Regions from separate parts of the Mus musculus genome. Here regions 1 and 2 are each linked to region 3. The links are chromatin contacts, called in public HiChIP or PLAC-seq and Micro-C maps. All regions are on one chromosome and are shown on one strand. Each heading gives the region's core, a stretch centred on a gene start, on an enhancer-like site or on the middle of the called end of the contact. The rest is flanking DNA. Distances are from core to core; before and after follow the strand shown.

Region 1 (4,814 bases), core at 870-3,369, 260 kb after region 3:
AGAGACATCTGCGAACCATTAATGAACAGACCATAGGTGATGGCGCCCTGTGGACTCTTCTAAAGGGGCCAGGAAACCCTCATCCAGAGACACAGTTTCCAAAACGCTTTAGTGTTTTTAAGAAATCACCTGTCAGTGGTGTGTGAGACTGTGGTTGTAATCTAAGGAGACAGATTGGTGGTGGAATTGCCCCCCCCCTCCCAGGAGAAGACCTTCACTGTTGCTAATTAATTCTCTGTGCCAGCAGGCTGCTACAGGAAGTGACTATTAGACTGGATACTGTTGGTTAGTGGTCTTGGGCGTGGAGGCCAGTCTGTCTCAGTGTCACAGTGCTCTGGCTCCAGGCCAAGAGGCCTGAGTTTCCTGACTGCCTTCACTCACCTGTGAAGCCGGCACCCTTTCCCCAGGACATGAGCCTGAGTGCTCAGTGCTCCTCAGTGCTCAGTACTCCTCAGTGCTCAGTGCTCAGCAGCAGAGGCAACGCTACTTACTTCCCTTTTCTTTTGGAATTGGTTTGCTCATTGAGTTGGCCTTTTTTGTTTTGTTTTGTTTTGAATTTTAAGACAAAGTTTCTCTGTGTCCTGGAACTCACTCTGTAGACCAGGCTGTCTTGGAACTCATGGAGTGTTTCTGCCTCCTGGAGATGCCGGAAACCTGTTCCTTTCAGAGAACTCTGCCTTTCCACCAGCCTCACAGAGTGAATTCCAGGCTCCACGGAGAAATGACCCTGAGTTTTGCAGGTGGGAGCTGACGCTGCAGACAGACGCACAGCTGAGGGTGACTCGCTCGGAGGCTTTGGTTCCCACGGGCTGTGTCAGGGAAAGTCAGTCCATCCATCTATGGTGGCTAGAGAGCTAGACAGGAGCTGCGTGCAGGTTGCTAAGTTTCCTCTGGGAGAAGCACATGGAAATTCCCACTGTTGGGTCACATGTCTAGGCATCATGGGACTCTTCTAAGCCTGTCACATTGGTGTGGTTTTGATAACCTCAGGTGGGTTTGGAGACATCAGGAAATAGGGAGATGGTTCAAGTAGTTGGCTGTTCTCAGCTGCAACCTCTGTGGGACATTGGATGAGAAGGCATCAGAGAGCAGGCTGCAAGGTGCTCCGGGAGGACCTCTTGACAGCACCTGTGGACTTAGTCTGTCCTTGTCCTTCTGTCCCTCATCTCACTGCAGCGTTAGGGAACCATTGCCCGATGGCACACAGTAAGGGGGTTGTGTGCAGCAGATGTTGGCTTTCAAGTCTATCCTCCTTAGTTGATGCAGAGTGACTTGGCACCTGAAGTGACACCCCTGCTTCCTAGAGACCGTTGGCAGCCCACATGGAAAGCCTGTGTCAAGTTAGACAGGAACCAGGAAGAATGGGCCCTGGACTGCCCAGAGCGTGTCCTGGCAGAGAAGCCATGTCCTTATGCCTCGCTAAGAGTTCTGCAGTGTGAGAAGGAGGCACTGTCAAAATGGCATTGCTTCTGCATCATGCTGCTTGCTTTAAAGGGTTCGTTCTTTCTAGAGCCAAGGTAAAGCAGGGAATTATTTCTTGCACATGAGGTGGCAGGCCATTCAGGGACCTGAGCTCCTTTCTTCCTGAGAGATTACCATCTTCTAGAGACATCTGCATGATCCAAGACAGTGCTAAATGGTTCCTGGTGTGTCACATGATGTTGATTTAGTCTGTTTCAAAAGATGTCACTGACCCATCCATGACAAGTTTCAGGGACCTTCTGCCCAAGTAGATGTTGTTTTGTTTCCTCAGTAGATTTTCCATGGAAACAAATGCCACCCTGAGGATTCACTGTGTCTGGGCCACTGTCATCAGTGTGCCTCCCAGGGACAGTTATTCAGTAGAAAAATCACTTTTCATTTTATTCAACCAAAATGCGCGTTTTTCCTGAGTGACCTGACATGGAGGCTGGGTTTGCCCTTCATTCTCTCCCAAATAGCCCCCAGCACAAACTGTTCTGTGTTCCAAGGCAAAAAACAGATTCTGCTAAACAATGCTTGTTGGGTCACAAGACCATCCTGGAGGCCAGTCCTGGTCAAGTGGGACACCACAAGTCTGTGGTGAGTCAGCCCAGCCTCCAGGCGCCAGCAGCTCACCCTGTGCAGTCTGAAGTGAGTATTCACTAAACCCCTCTGGAATGTAAACTAGCTCTGCGGGCTCTGTTTATATGCAGATGCCACCAGAGTCCAGATCTGCCCAACCAGTCAGGAGAACCAGGCCCCACTTCCGCCTGGAAGTCCTAGTAGTGTGGGCTCCTGGTTCTCCCTGGAGTTAGATACACCATGTTTCAAAGGATGCCCAGACTGCATGCACTCTGAGCTTTTCAACTCCCCTCCTGTCTGTTCTGCCCATTAACTACTGACTCTGCAGCCTTCTGAGCATGCCCGAGAAGGTCCCTTGATGGTCTCTTCTGCCCAAGGCTCATCTAGTGAGACTGCCCCCCAGTGGTCATTGCAAGAAACTGTGTGCTACTGCCATCCAACAAGGTTACCCAAGATTCCCTAGTGTCTCCAAAGTTCCTCCAGAGTGGCTTCTGTGGTCATCGGCTTAGGGACACCCTGGCCCGGCTTGGGGACACCCTGGCCAGGCCATTCTGACTCAGGGGCATGTATTGGTGTCGTCAGCGGAAGCCAGACGTACTGCCAGGGCTTAGGGGCCTATCTGTCTTAGAAGGTCTGAGCTGCTTTTCCTGTGGAGAGAAGCTGCCAGTCTCATCTATCCTCAGAAGTCACTCAAGGTCAGGCTTGCTGTAGGATTGCCAAAGTAGTCACAAGACGTACCCCACTTCTGAGAAGAAAGGGCTGTGGACACATGTGAGTCCAGTGGCAGAGAGAGACTGACCAGGCGTGCTGGATAGGGCAGAGTGCCGAGTTAGGGCTGGCTTTGGGAAATCAGTCTCCTGTGATACAGGTCGGTGCCATCCCTCTGAGCTCTTCCTACACAGGGCAGTGGATTTTACAGAGTCCAGAGAAGACAGCACACAACCACATGCCTTCCCCCTGACAAGAGACAAGAGCCACAGTGATGGGGTGATGGGGCTCTAAGCCTGGTCCACGCTAAGTGAGCTGCCTGTGAGTACCGGTCACTCATTACAAGGCCCAGTCACCTCCTACTCGAGACCAGCGCTCATCCCATCTCTGTGCTGTGCTGGCCCTCAAGGCGCAGCATACGGTCTCATCATCAGCCCTTCTCTTCCTTTTAGACTGTGGAGGTGCACTGTGACCCTGCAGGGCCCCTAAGGGATGCCTCAGGTACAGACTCACACACACACACACACACACACACACACACACTCACATGTCCCTGGGAGTCCTTTGGCTATAGTAGTCCTCTGAGCTTTCTGTCCAGCTTTATCATTGCTGGGGGAGTGTGTGTGTGCAGTGTACAGCGGGGGCTTATCACAGGCCAGCGTGTGCCTGGCTCTTGGTGTGCCTGCCTTGCTCGGGAACTGATGGTGTTTACTTTGCTCATGATTTCCCCAGGAACTTTGTCTCTGTATTTAGCAGGGCAGGTTGGGCTGTGTGCAGAAGACTGGATGACACTCGGGCCCTTGTACTCTCTCCTGTGGCATTTGGTTTGCCTCTTAGTTCTCACTTAGTGGACAGTATTTTACTTGTTGCCAGGTGATTTAGGCACTTTTGTGACTTTTTTAAAGTTATGGGGAAGCTAGCAGAAGCCACCCCTCCTGCCTTGGCTGATGGACTTCAGAAGCCAGCACCCGTATCCTTTCATGCCCTCCGCTCTTGTCCCACTGCGGTTTTTTTCCTAATTGATTTTAATTTTTTTTCCCCTGCACTGTAAGCTCTGTAAAGACCAGGGACTTTGTATTCACTATTGAGCATCAAAAACAGAGCTGGTTACCTAGGCAACAATAAATAATTTTTGAATGACTAATTGAATGGGCAGAGAGCTGTGGAAGGTGCGGTGGAATGGCCTTTCTTTGGCTACTTAATTTTCATCCCATCCCATGACCACCAGTGTGGTGGGAGGGAAAGTCCAGAAAGCTGGCTTTCTGAAGGAGGGCACTTGCAAGAAGCCATTTTAGTCAAGGGCTTACAGTTTGCAGAATAAGAAGTAATTTTGGGGAAGGGCAGCCTAAGAAGATGGGTACAGGACCAAAGGTAAACTGCTGTGTCCCTGTCATGTGTTCATGCCTCAGGCCAAGTTCAGGGCCTGGCCCAAGGTTGGCACTCCATGCCCAGTTATTGACTAGTGAATCCAGAAGGGTGGTTTTATAGATAAGCAGGGCAGAGGGACCCAGCTATGCATCTGCTCTTCAGGGGAGGAAGGAAGTGTCCATTTAGGAAGCATCTCCGAGGGTATACAGGCCACAACCAGGCACAGATTGAAGTCTCACAGACATCTAGCCACAGGAAAGACCTCCTCCTCTGCTGCACCCCGTCTTCACTTGCTCCTGTGGTCTTTCTTCCTAGTGCTTTATTTATGGGGCTAGAGAGCTGGCTTAGCAATTAAGAGCACTTGTTGCTCTTCAGAAGACCTAGGTTCTAGTCCCAGAACCTGCAAGGTGACTTACAACTATCTGTAACTCCAGTTCTATGGGATCTGATGCCCTCTTCTGGCATTCATTGGCACCAGGCATGGACATAGACATACATGCAGGCAATATATTCATACACATAAAATAAATATGTATGTGTGTGTGTATGTATGTATGTATGTATGTATGCCTGCCTGCCTGTCTGCCTGTCTGCTGACTACGTAAATAACAGATTAACACAGTTTGAAGCTTCTCAGTGTGTCTTACAAGACCCAGACAATACTGTCTTCTGTTTCCTGGTGCCTGTGTAAGTCT
Region 2 (4,552 bases), core at 861-3,360, 360 kb after region 3:
GGTCTCTGTACATTTGAGGCTAGCCTGATCTACATAGTGAGTTCCAAGGCAGCCATAACTACATAGAGAGAGCTTGTCTTTTTTTTTTAAGATTTATTTATTTATTTATTATATGTAAGTACACTGTAGCTGTCTTCAGACACACCAGAAGAGGACATCAGATCTCATTACAGATGGTTGTGAGCCACCATGTGGTTGCTGGGATTTGAACTCAGGACCTTTGGAAGAGCAGTCAGTGCTCTTAACCGCTGAGCCATCTCACCAGCCCCGAGAGCTTGTCTTACTATAACAACAACAACAACAACAACAACAACAACAACAATAATAATAGTGATAAGATACAGACAACCAGGATGATTAAGCCAATTTAAAGTATATGAGTCCTTTACTGGCCAGTGACCAAAAAGGGGTTTATGTCTCAGAGTCTCTTGTGCAAAAGTTTGGAGGCACAATGATGTTTTTAAAGGCAAACCCCACAAAGACTATAATTTACTTAGGAGTTCAATAAGGGTCAGAGTAACCTTGAAACACTCATTTCAGGAAGACCATAGTAACTTTTTTTCATATTATTTCAGACATTAAGTGACTGTTGTTGTTGTTGTTGTTGTTGTTGCTGTGGTTGTTGTTATTGTTTTACTTATAACTTCCTGAGTTAATGTTAAGTTTCAGAAAATAATTATTTTGATCAATACATCTGGACTATGGTCAATGTCATAGAAAGTCCAAATGTGTTGCTAGGCAACATCACTATTAAGCAGGTAGAGGGTGAGAACCTTCTAAACCTTAGGTTCTCGTGGATCACCACCCCTTTGGGGATGTTAAAGGACCTTTCACAGAGGTCACATATAGATATCCTGCATATCAGATATTTGCATTATATTCAGTAGCAAAATTACAGTTATGGAGTAGCAACAAAAATAAATTGAGGGTTGGGGTCACCACAACATTAGGAAGGGTGAGGACCACTGGTCTAAGCAAACACAAAATGGAATCAGGAAAAGAGGGTGTTACCTTACTCACTGGGTCCTTAACCCAGGACTAGGCAAGCATCCAATCAGCTAAGCTATAATCCAAACCCTATTTTGACATTTGAAACAGTCTTGTTCTATGGGCTTGGCAGACCTGTTGTTCCTATGTTGTCCAGGACAGCCTTGAACTTGCGTTGATTCTCCTGCCCCTGTTTCTGGAGTGCCGGAATCACAGGGGTAGACCACCACACCATGTGCTATTTGGTCGGTGCTGGTCTACTGCTTGCTATATAATCCCGCTGACTTTTGACTGCTGGCAAACTTCCTGCCTCAGCCTCCAGAGTGCAGGGATTACAAGCAAGAACGGCCGCCCTGACTTCAACTGTCTTTTTAAAGGGTTATGGTGAGAAAATCTTGTCCATTTATCCCCACGTCCCAATTTGTTACAGTCTTCATTTGGTGTAAATTCTAAGTCCCTACTGCATAAATGTTCTCAAAGATGCCTGGAGTGAACATTTGCTACTTGAGATTCGCTCCACCCTCGATTCTCTGAACAGTCTAAACTGCCTGAGAGTTTGAGGGAAACTTCTCCTGGATTAGTAAATCAGGGCTGACAGACCTTCTTTGCTGTCCTTCCACAGGGACCCTTACTAGAGCTCCCAGCAAACCTCAATTCATTGACAGCTCCCCCGCCAAAAAAACAAAAACAAAAACAAAACAAAAAACAAGCTGGGCATGGTGGCGCATGCCTTTAATCCCAGCACTCGGGAGGCAGAGGCAGGCGGATTTCTGAGTTCGAGGCCAGCCTGGTCTACAGAGTGAGTTCCAGGACAGCCAGAGCTACACAGAGAAACCCTGTCTCAAAAAAAAAACAAAAAACAAAAAAACAAAACAAAAAAACAGAGACAGCTCTCCAGGATTCACCCACCTGCTAAACTCCTTCTAGGAGGGTACAGAGAGCCCAGGGCAGCTCATGAATGGGCCAGAGAGAGGCAGGAAGCTAGAGGTGTCTGCAACTTCCGACCTAGCTCATGAGACCTGCCACTGACCTCCAGGTGGCACTGTTGTAGAGTTCTCAGCTCTACAGAAGTTTTGTGCACAGGCCCACACTTTCCTGCCCTTTCTCCGCTAGCCCCGCCTCCTGTGGGAGTGGTCACGGAAGGCTATTTTATGCAGAGACGATCCAAGGTGTCCTGGGGTTTGAGCTGGGCTGCAGCAGCTCCAAAGGTAACGGTCTTGCCTATCACCCACCCGCAATGAGCAGAGTTGATTCTTCCCCGGTACAGCTTCTTCCGGCTCCTGGGGCTGTGATCGCACCTTGTCCTCCCAAGAGCTCCGAGAACCACAAGCTCCTCAGGCTGACTTTACACAACTCTGCGGTTTCCACCCTTCCAGAAAAGTGGCCCAGGACCCTCTCACAATAGACCAACCCTGGCTCCGCCAAATTCCATGTGGCCAGCCTATGTCTAGGGCATTGAGAACACTGGGAATCTCGAACTGTGTAGACTCTCCCGAACTAGTGCCTAGCAGGTGCGTGCCTCTGAACCCTCATCTGATGGGTTTCCTGTTTTGCAGTCAGCAGAACCCCAGAAAGACTTTGGACCAAGCAGTCGATCTGCCTTCTTATTGCAGCCGGGCTCAGGGTCTTGGATTTTTCTCCCAAGTTCTGGGTGCCTGTTGGTTTAGCAGTGGTTTCAGCTTCACCAAGGAGTATCCCCACAACTGGCATTGGAAGTGGGATGATGTAGCCTATGGGAGTCTCTTCATCTGCCACGACTGGCCTAGTAACGGTGCTTGAGAGACAAGAAGGGAATTTGGTTCAACACAGCAGTAACAGACATTGTTGCTTTAAATGTTGCCAGTCATACTTGGAGTTGTTTGTTTTAGGCATATTTAAGCACCGTTTGGTTAAAACTTTCCTACTGACCTCTCAAACTCCACCTTAGGGAGAGGCAGCCTTGTACAGGAATAAAAAGCTTGCTTTACTAATTAGTTGCTTTAATACACTTGGCCCTGATGACTTTGGTCCTTCTCTTCCATCTTTGGGATTAATAAAACAACTTGCAGGAACCAGGTGAGTCCTTTCACCTTGTGGGCTCTGACCTAGTGAGTGGGTCATGTTTGGCAGCAAGCATGCCCGGTACCTGAGGAACCCAGAAAAGGGTGTCAGATCCTCTTAAGTCTGGAGTGCCAGATGGCTGGGAGCTACCATGTGGGTACTGGGATCGAACCCAGGTCCTCTAGAAGAGCAGCTAGTGCTTGTAACCACTAAACCATACCTCCAGCTCCATAATGTAATGTTCTTAAAGAAGGAAAACGTCCACATTAATAGTTCTTTAAACCTACTCCCTTCTAGGTTCCTAGTGATCCCCTGACAGCCTTTGGACTGCTAGCAAGACTTTCTAAGTGTAGGAAGTTCCTCTCATCCATCTGTCCATTCGTTTATCCATCCATCTATCCATCCATCCATCCACCCACCCACTGATCCATCTGTCCATTCATCCATGCATCCATCCATCTATCATTCAACCATTCACCTGGGCTTCTCAGCAGGGGGAGAGAGAGGAGTAGGGACTCACACTGACAGCCCAGCCCTAGCTCGTTTTCACGAACAGAGTCTGTAGTTGGCCCCGACTTTCCTCTTCACAGGCCCTTAGCGAAGCCTTCCTGTCTCTGTCCCCAGTTCCTTTGGCACCTTCCTCCCCCTGTGATCAGAACTGCCCATCATCCATAGTGCACTCAGCGTCGTCTTTCAAAACACCTTATGGTGACCATAGAGCTCTGGACTACAGCCCCCAGTCTAAAGTCAAGACTTCTCCACGTGGGGTTCCCTCAGGGCCGCTTTGCTTGTGGTCTGTGGCCTTTTCTCTTTTCCTGTGTCCTCTGCCCCAGACCCAATGCTCTGGTACCTGGGGTGGCAGGTGTGGCTCCACACAGGGCCTTCTGCTCATGGATATTAAAGCCAGTGTACCTCCTGTGTCTTGCTGTTCAGTTATCCCCTGTGTCATTGTCCACTAACTACTTATGCTGTCCATTGTCAGCTCAGCCTGAACAATTCTAGGGACTTCTCTGTAACCTGTCACTTTTACTCCTATTTACAGTTGGTAAGGGTGTGAAAAACTGAGTAATTTAGTCAAGGCCATAGCTACTAGTGGCAGGGACGCCTCTGCTGTGCCCACACAACCGTGTGTGTATTCATTGCAGAACCAAATAGGTGTGTTCAAAACTAAAGTTAAAGTATTTATTAAAATATCGTGTCTGTGTGTGTGCACGCACACGGGTGTGCACAGGCAAATGTGTGTGCATAGGTAAACGTGTGCGCACAGGTGCAGAGGCCAGCAGAGGTTATCTGTGCCCTCCTTGATTTCTCCCTAACTATTTCTTTGAGACAGAGTCTCTCCCTGAATCTGTGCATCATGCTTTTCAGGGATGCTGACAGCCCGCAAGCCCCACTGTGATCCTGTTTGTGTACCCTTCAGAGCTGGGCTTACAGGCATACATCAGACACCCAGCCGGTTATACGATGTTAGGATGTGAGTGTTCATCTTTATGATCCTGCAGCAGGCACTGAGAACCGCTGAGCC
Region 3 (4,434 bases), core at 1,432-3,931:
CTCCTTTGTGAATAGAACGAACCTAAAATCTGATCGCTGCCTATGGGTGTGGGAGAAATGTCACAGAAAATATGAAATGAACTACAGGAACCGTGGGGATTCAGAGATGAGCAGGTTGCTGAAGGAAGAAAGATTAAAAAGCAGGCTGGGCTTGCTGACTACCCCTCTCCAGGCTTCGCTGCTTGGAATCCCACAGGTGAGAACACTGGAGTCCCAGGCTTGAAGAATGCCCTCATTTGATCAAATAACTACTGCCCCGTGTCTTAGCTTGGGACCTAGACCCACAGCCCCTGTCATTCCTGGCTTAGGGTGGGTCCCAGCCAAGGTATCTTTGGGGTCCCTGGGCAAAGATATTCTAATACTACTGTCTCTTTGAAGATGACCTGGTCCCAACCATCTTCTGGAACATCAGAGCTTGGGGACAAGAGTACAGGCAAGGTCACTGCTGCCCTGGAGTGGGCAGAGAAGTCAGGCAGTGCTGCAGGGGGATGTGAGTGGAAAGGACAGGCAAGAGGCCTCGAGTGCAGGGCCAGGCTCTGGTCCACACTGAAGGTCTGAACCTTCTTTCATCCCCTTGGAAATGAGAGGGTAGCTCTAGGTTCATGGAGAGACCCTGCCTTGAAGGAAAAAGTGGAAAGTGACAGAACTGGATACCTGATATCCTCCTCTGACCTAAAAAGAGGGACGGGGCTATACTTCCAAAGTTCAACACTCATTCCAGATCCTGGGGCCAACCTCCAATAAAGACAAGAGAACCTTTGACATCCCTCCCGTAATATGATACATTTTAAAAGTCTGAGACAAATACCCTGGTGATACAAAATTCATTATTAGCTAGTACATAGCCACATGTTAAAAGGCCTTAAATCACTCAGGGAGAACACTATCCTCACTTCTTTCTGTGGAGAGGCCCGTTTGCTGCCCTCAGACTCTAAAAGCAGGGCCCGCAGGGCCCACTCCTTCATTATGGATGTCAAGGGAAGGAACCTGCCAGGCCAGGGCCCTGCCACCGAGCTGTAGCCTTCCTCGCCTTTTTATTTTTGAGACATGGTCTCACTAAATTACCTAGGATGACCTTTGACTCATTGTAAAGCCCCCAGAAGGCCTCAAGCCTGTGATCCCCCTGCCTCAGCCTTGGCACCACGCTGCAACAAGGAGCTGTGGTTTCACCATCAGGCCCTGCTGATCCTTTTAAACAAAGGCAAAGCAGGGCTTAGCTCAGAGGCAACCTGTAACTACAGTAAGGATGCAAGCTGTCACTTGCTTAGCAAACGTGTGTGACAAGGGCTTTAGAGCGACCAGCGGACAGGAGAGTTTCAGAAATAGTGCAGAGTCCTCAGCAAAAATCCATGTGACCTTTGCCTTACTTTCCAATCTTAACACTGATACATTGGACAAGATTTTTTTAAAAAATCAATATTGATATGTGGCTATGGACTAAAAGCAGAGGAGTCACTCGCAGTGTTCTCCCTGCGTCTTTACTGTCCCCAAACCCCACCTAAGCGATCACTTTGTTTTGAGTATGTCTTCTTTTCTAAAACTATTTTCCATATTGATTTTCTTTATCCATTGTGATTCTGTTTTCCATTAGAGAATGACCGTTTTTTTTTAACTTTCAGAGTTACATTTATTTTTTTTTAATATCAAGAACTTACTAAAATCAACTTATGCTGAAATTAAAAAAAAAAAAAAAACGGCAGCTGTCTCACATCTGAAAGGCTAAGGTAGTTAGTTGCTCAGGCTGAGGCTGGCTACTTCAGCTCAGGACCGCTTCTTAATCGGTGGCCTCTGGTCACTCCAATCCTCCATTCCTCATAGACAACAATAGGATCTTTTAAAATTCCATGATATTTGCGGGGGGCGGGGGGAGCGTGCCACCTTGGTATGGTTATTTCCCCAACTTAGTGATGCCCAGAATCTCAGCTAGAATCCTTCAACCCTCCACAACTGTCCTTTTTTGACCTACAATAACCTCCTAGCTCTTCTAGGTCCTGATTGGCCGATAGAGAGATCAGGTGATGGAGGCCCTCTAGCGTTCCAGTCGGATCCTGAGTCATAAGGCTCCCTGCTGGAATGCCGCACGTCTCATCTGTCCGCTCGAGAACTTTTTCCATTTCCAACTCCAGCCTATCTTCTCCAGGGGAAAGAGCAACGACGTCAGAGGTCATGGTGACTCAGATTCCAGCCCTGACCAGGATGGCCACCTACTTCCTCACCTGTAGATTAGGTGTGATGAAATTTCACAGGTTGCCTGGGCAACCAAGAGCCGGCTCCCAAATGAGGAGAGCGGAGGATGAGGCATGGGAGACAACCCCCCCTTCCATTCTTGGGGTCTTTAAGTTCTAGTGTGGGATACCCAGATTATAAATTGGCAAACAGGAAAACAATCAACTTCAGTGTTAAATACTACGATTAAAATATGGGCCCGAAGGCCTGGTGTGCTAATCCATAACCTTGCTGGCACGTAGTAGGTGCTCAGCAAATACTTGTTCAAAGACTAGAGCTGAGTGGGTGGCTAGTCTAACAGGAATGGAACCCCAAAACGGAGGCCCGTGGGACGGAAGAGCCACGGGTGCAACGACTGGCGAGCATTAGAGAAAGTGAAAGAACGATCAGAAGGCGTGGGTGTTGCAAATTTCACCGAGCAGTGTGCACAGGAGGGGGAGGCACCTTCTGGGACAGGCTCTTTTCAAGTGTGGCGGCAAAATTTGGAAGCTTCCCCTTCAAGTGTCTGCTCGAACTCCCCTCATGCCAGCCCAGCCCCTGGTGAGCACTCTCTGCAGACCCCTCCTGTGCCCCGCGCTCTCGCTTCCTGGGGAGCGGGAGACACAGAAGTGCGGGTCCCGTCCCAAGGCCAGCACCCGGGCGATGGCTTTGGTGGCTTAGGTGGCGGTGCGCCCGGCCCAGCCCGGAAGGCCCGGGCCCTAGGGCTGCGCAGGCGGGACCGGCCCGGGCCGGTGTGGGGCGGCTGGGCCAGGGAGAGAACAGGCGGGGAGCGCCAGGGCGGGAGCTGCGGGGCTGCCAGAAGTTCTGCCGTCGTCCCATCCGTCGCTGCCGCCTCCAGGTAAGCCCGCGGGGAGCCCCGATCGTCCCCACGCCGCCTCCACTGCGCTTCCGAACCCGGAAGTGCTCTCGGGACTCCTGAGTAGCTGGAGGGGAAACTGATGCCAACGAGCATGCCAGCGGCCCCCGCCTGCCAGCACAGCCCAGGGCACCGGTCGCTGGGTTTGAAGGGAAGAAAGGACCTTGCTCAAGGTCACGCAGGGTCACTGGACGCCCCCTGCGTACTGGGAGCTCCAGGCACCCACTCCCACCCTCTGTGTCTCCAGACTCAGTTCCCCGAGGCCTGGGAAGCCCTAGAGTCCCGGAAAGGCCCGGCCCCTTCCTGCTGTGACGGGGGCGTGGCTTCTCGCCCCGCTGCGGGTTTTTACAGAGTAGGGGACATTTCACATTACAGGTTTTTACATCCGGGAAAACTGAGTCTGGGAACAATGGGATGATTTTGGCCAGGACCAGGCAGTCAGAGCAAAGAGGTTAACTAGGGTGAGCTGACTTCAGAGTTTGACCCAGTGTTAGGTTCAAAACTGGCCTCCATGATGTCCTTGTCCTTGCCAGGGGTGACCCAGAGTAGAAGCTGGGGCTGGCTAAATCTGCAGGTTTGATCCTGAGGCCACTGCTGCCTTCAAGTAGGAGGGAACACACCCCTGTAGGGCTTCCCAGGACGCCACTCACGGGGTATATTTATTGAGCACCTACTATGTGTCATCGTGTAGGCTCTGAAGACACAGTAGTGAAGACTCCTCAGGGTGAATCAGCTAGGCAGAAAGACAAGGCCACCAAAATCCCCAATTACCCAGTATGTTTGAGAAGTCAGGAAGGAACCCAGGGCCCCATCCTCCTAGTTAGAACCCTACCAAACCGCCTGAACCTCTGGGCATCACCGAAGATGCTGCTTCCAGCCTCAGTTTCCCACTCCCCTGGACTTAAAAGATGCCCTCAAGGAACTTGAGCCTGGCTCTGCCACTTCCTCTCTGTGTCACCTTGGGTGTCACCCTGAACCTTCATTTCCTTATAACACAAGAGGATCATGGATTATAATTCTTCCCAGTGCTGAAGATCGTGTCAGGATGCTTCATGAATTGGAAAGCACAGTACCCAAATCAAAAGTAAATTAAAGCCAGGCATGGCGATGGTGGCATAGACCTTTAATCCTGGTGCTTGGGATTTAATCTCAAACTGTGAGTTCGAGACTGACTTGGTCTACATAGTGAGTTCCAGGGGACAATGAGGGCTATGTAGAGAAACTGTCTTTAAATTAGATAGATAGATAGATAGATAGATAGATAGATAGATAGATAGATAGATAGATAGATAGATAGATAGATAGAGATAGAGATATATACACCTTTAATCCCAGCACTTGGGAGGCAGAGG

The links. Hi-C and Micro-C count contacts between places; a contact is called where the count stands out from the background. HiChIP or PLAC-seq counts read pairs in DNA pulled down with a chosen protein or histone mark.
Region 1: a Micro-C map of embryonic stem cells shows a contact between it and region 3, with 2.3 times the contacts expected there. The contact joins the enhancer-like site here to the promoter of Tmco4 in region 3. A contact is called at or near these places in 1 of 39 promoter capture datasets (the C10 cell line), 4 of 484 Hi-C or Micro-C datasets (embryonic stem cells, muscle stem cells, myocytes and 1 more), 2 of 115 datasets of contacts at active chromatin or transcription factors (effector CD8 T cells and memory CD8 T cells) and 3 of 9 other capture datasets (adipose tissue, liver and pancreatic islet).
Region 2: an H3K4me3 HiChIP or PLAC-seq map of bone marrow-derived macrophages shows a contact between it and region 3, with 4 times the contacts expected there. The contact joins the enhancer-like site here to the promoter of Tmco4 in region 3. A contact is called at or near these places in 10 of 39 promoter capture datasets (the 3T3-L1 cell line, the C10 cell line, the HPC-7 cell line and 7 more), 1 of 484 Hi-C or Micro-C datasets (CD8 T cells), 6 of 115 datasets of contacts at active chromatin or transcription factors (bone marrow-derived dendritic cells, bone marrow-derived macrophages, effector CD8 T cells and 2 more) and 1 of 9 other capture datasets (adipose tissue).

Annotation. Positions count from the first base shown.
Region 1 is chr4:139,230,567-139,235,380 of GRCm38.p6, forward strand. The region is part of intron 1 of Capzb (capping protein (actin filament) muscle Z-line, beta); the gene reads left to right. Among named protein-coding and RNA genes, the nearest start is that of Capzb, 40 kb to the left of the region's middle. Within about 2 kb of position 2,120, at least 131 of the 459 cell types and tissues checked have an H3K27ac peak or open chromatin away from gene starts, as enhancers often do. A contact at or near this core is called in embryonic stem cells, liver, muscle stem cells and 2 more, where this site is marked.
Region 2 is chr4:139,328,716-139,333,267 of GRCm38.p6, forward strand. No RefSeq gene overlaps it. Among named protein-coding and RNA genes, the nearest start is that of Akr7a5, 20 kb to the left of the region's middle. Within about 2 kb of position 2,111, at least 63 of the 459 cell types and tissues checked have an H3K27ac peak or open chromatin away from gene starts, as enhancers often do. A contact at or near this core is called in CD8 T cells, adipose tissue, bone marrow-derived macrophages and 2 more, where this site is marked.
Region 3 is chr4:138,970,224-138,974,657 of GRCm38.p6, forward strand. It overlaps Tmco4 (transmembrane and coiled-coil domains 4), which reads left to right and starts at 2,682. Exons shown (of 17, transcript NM_029857.3): 1 at 2,682-3,064.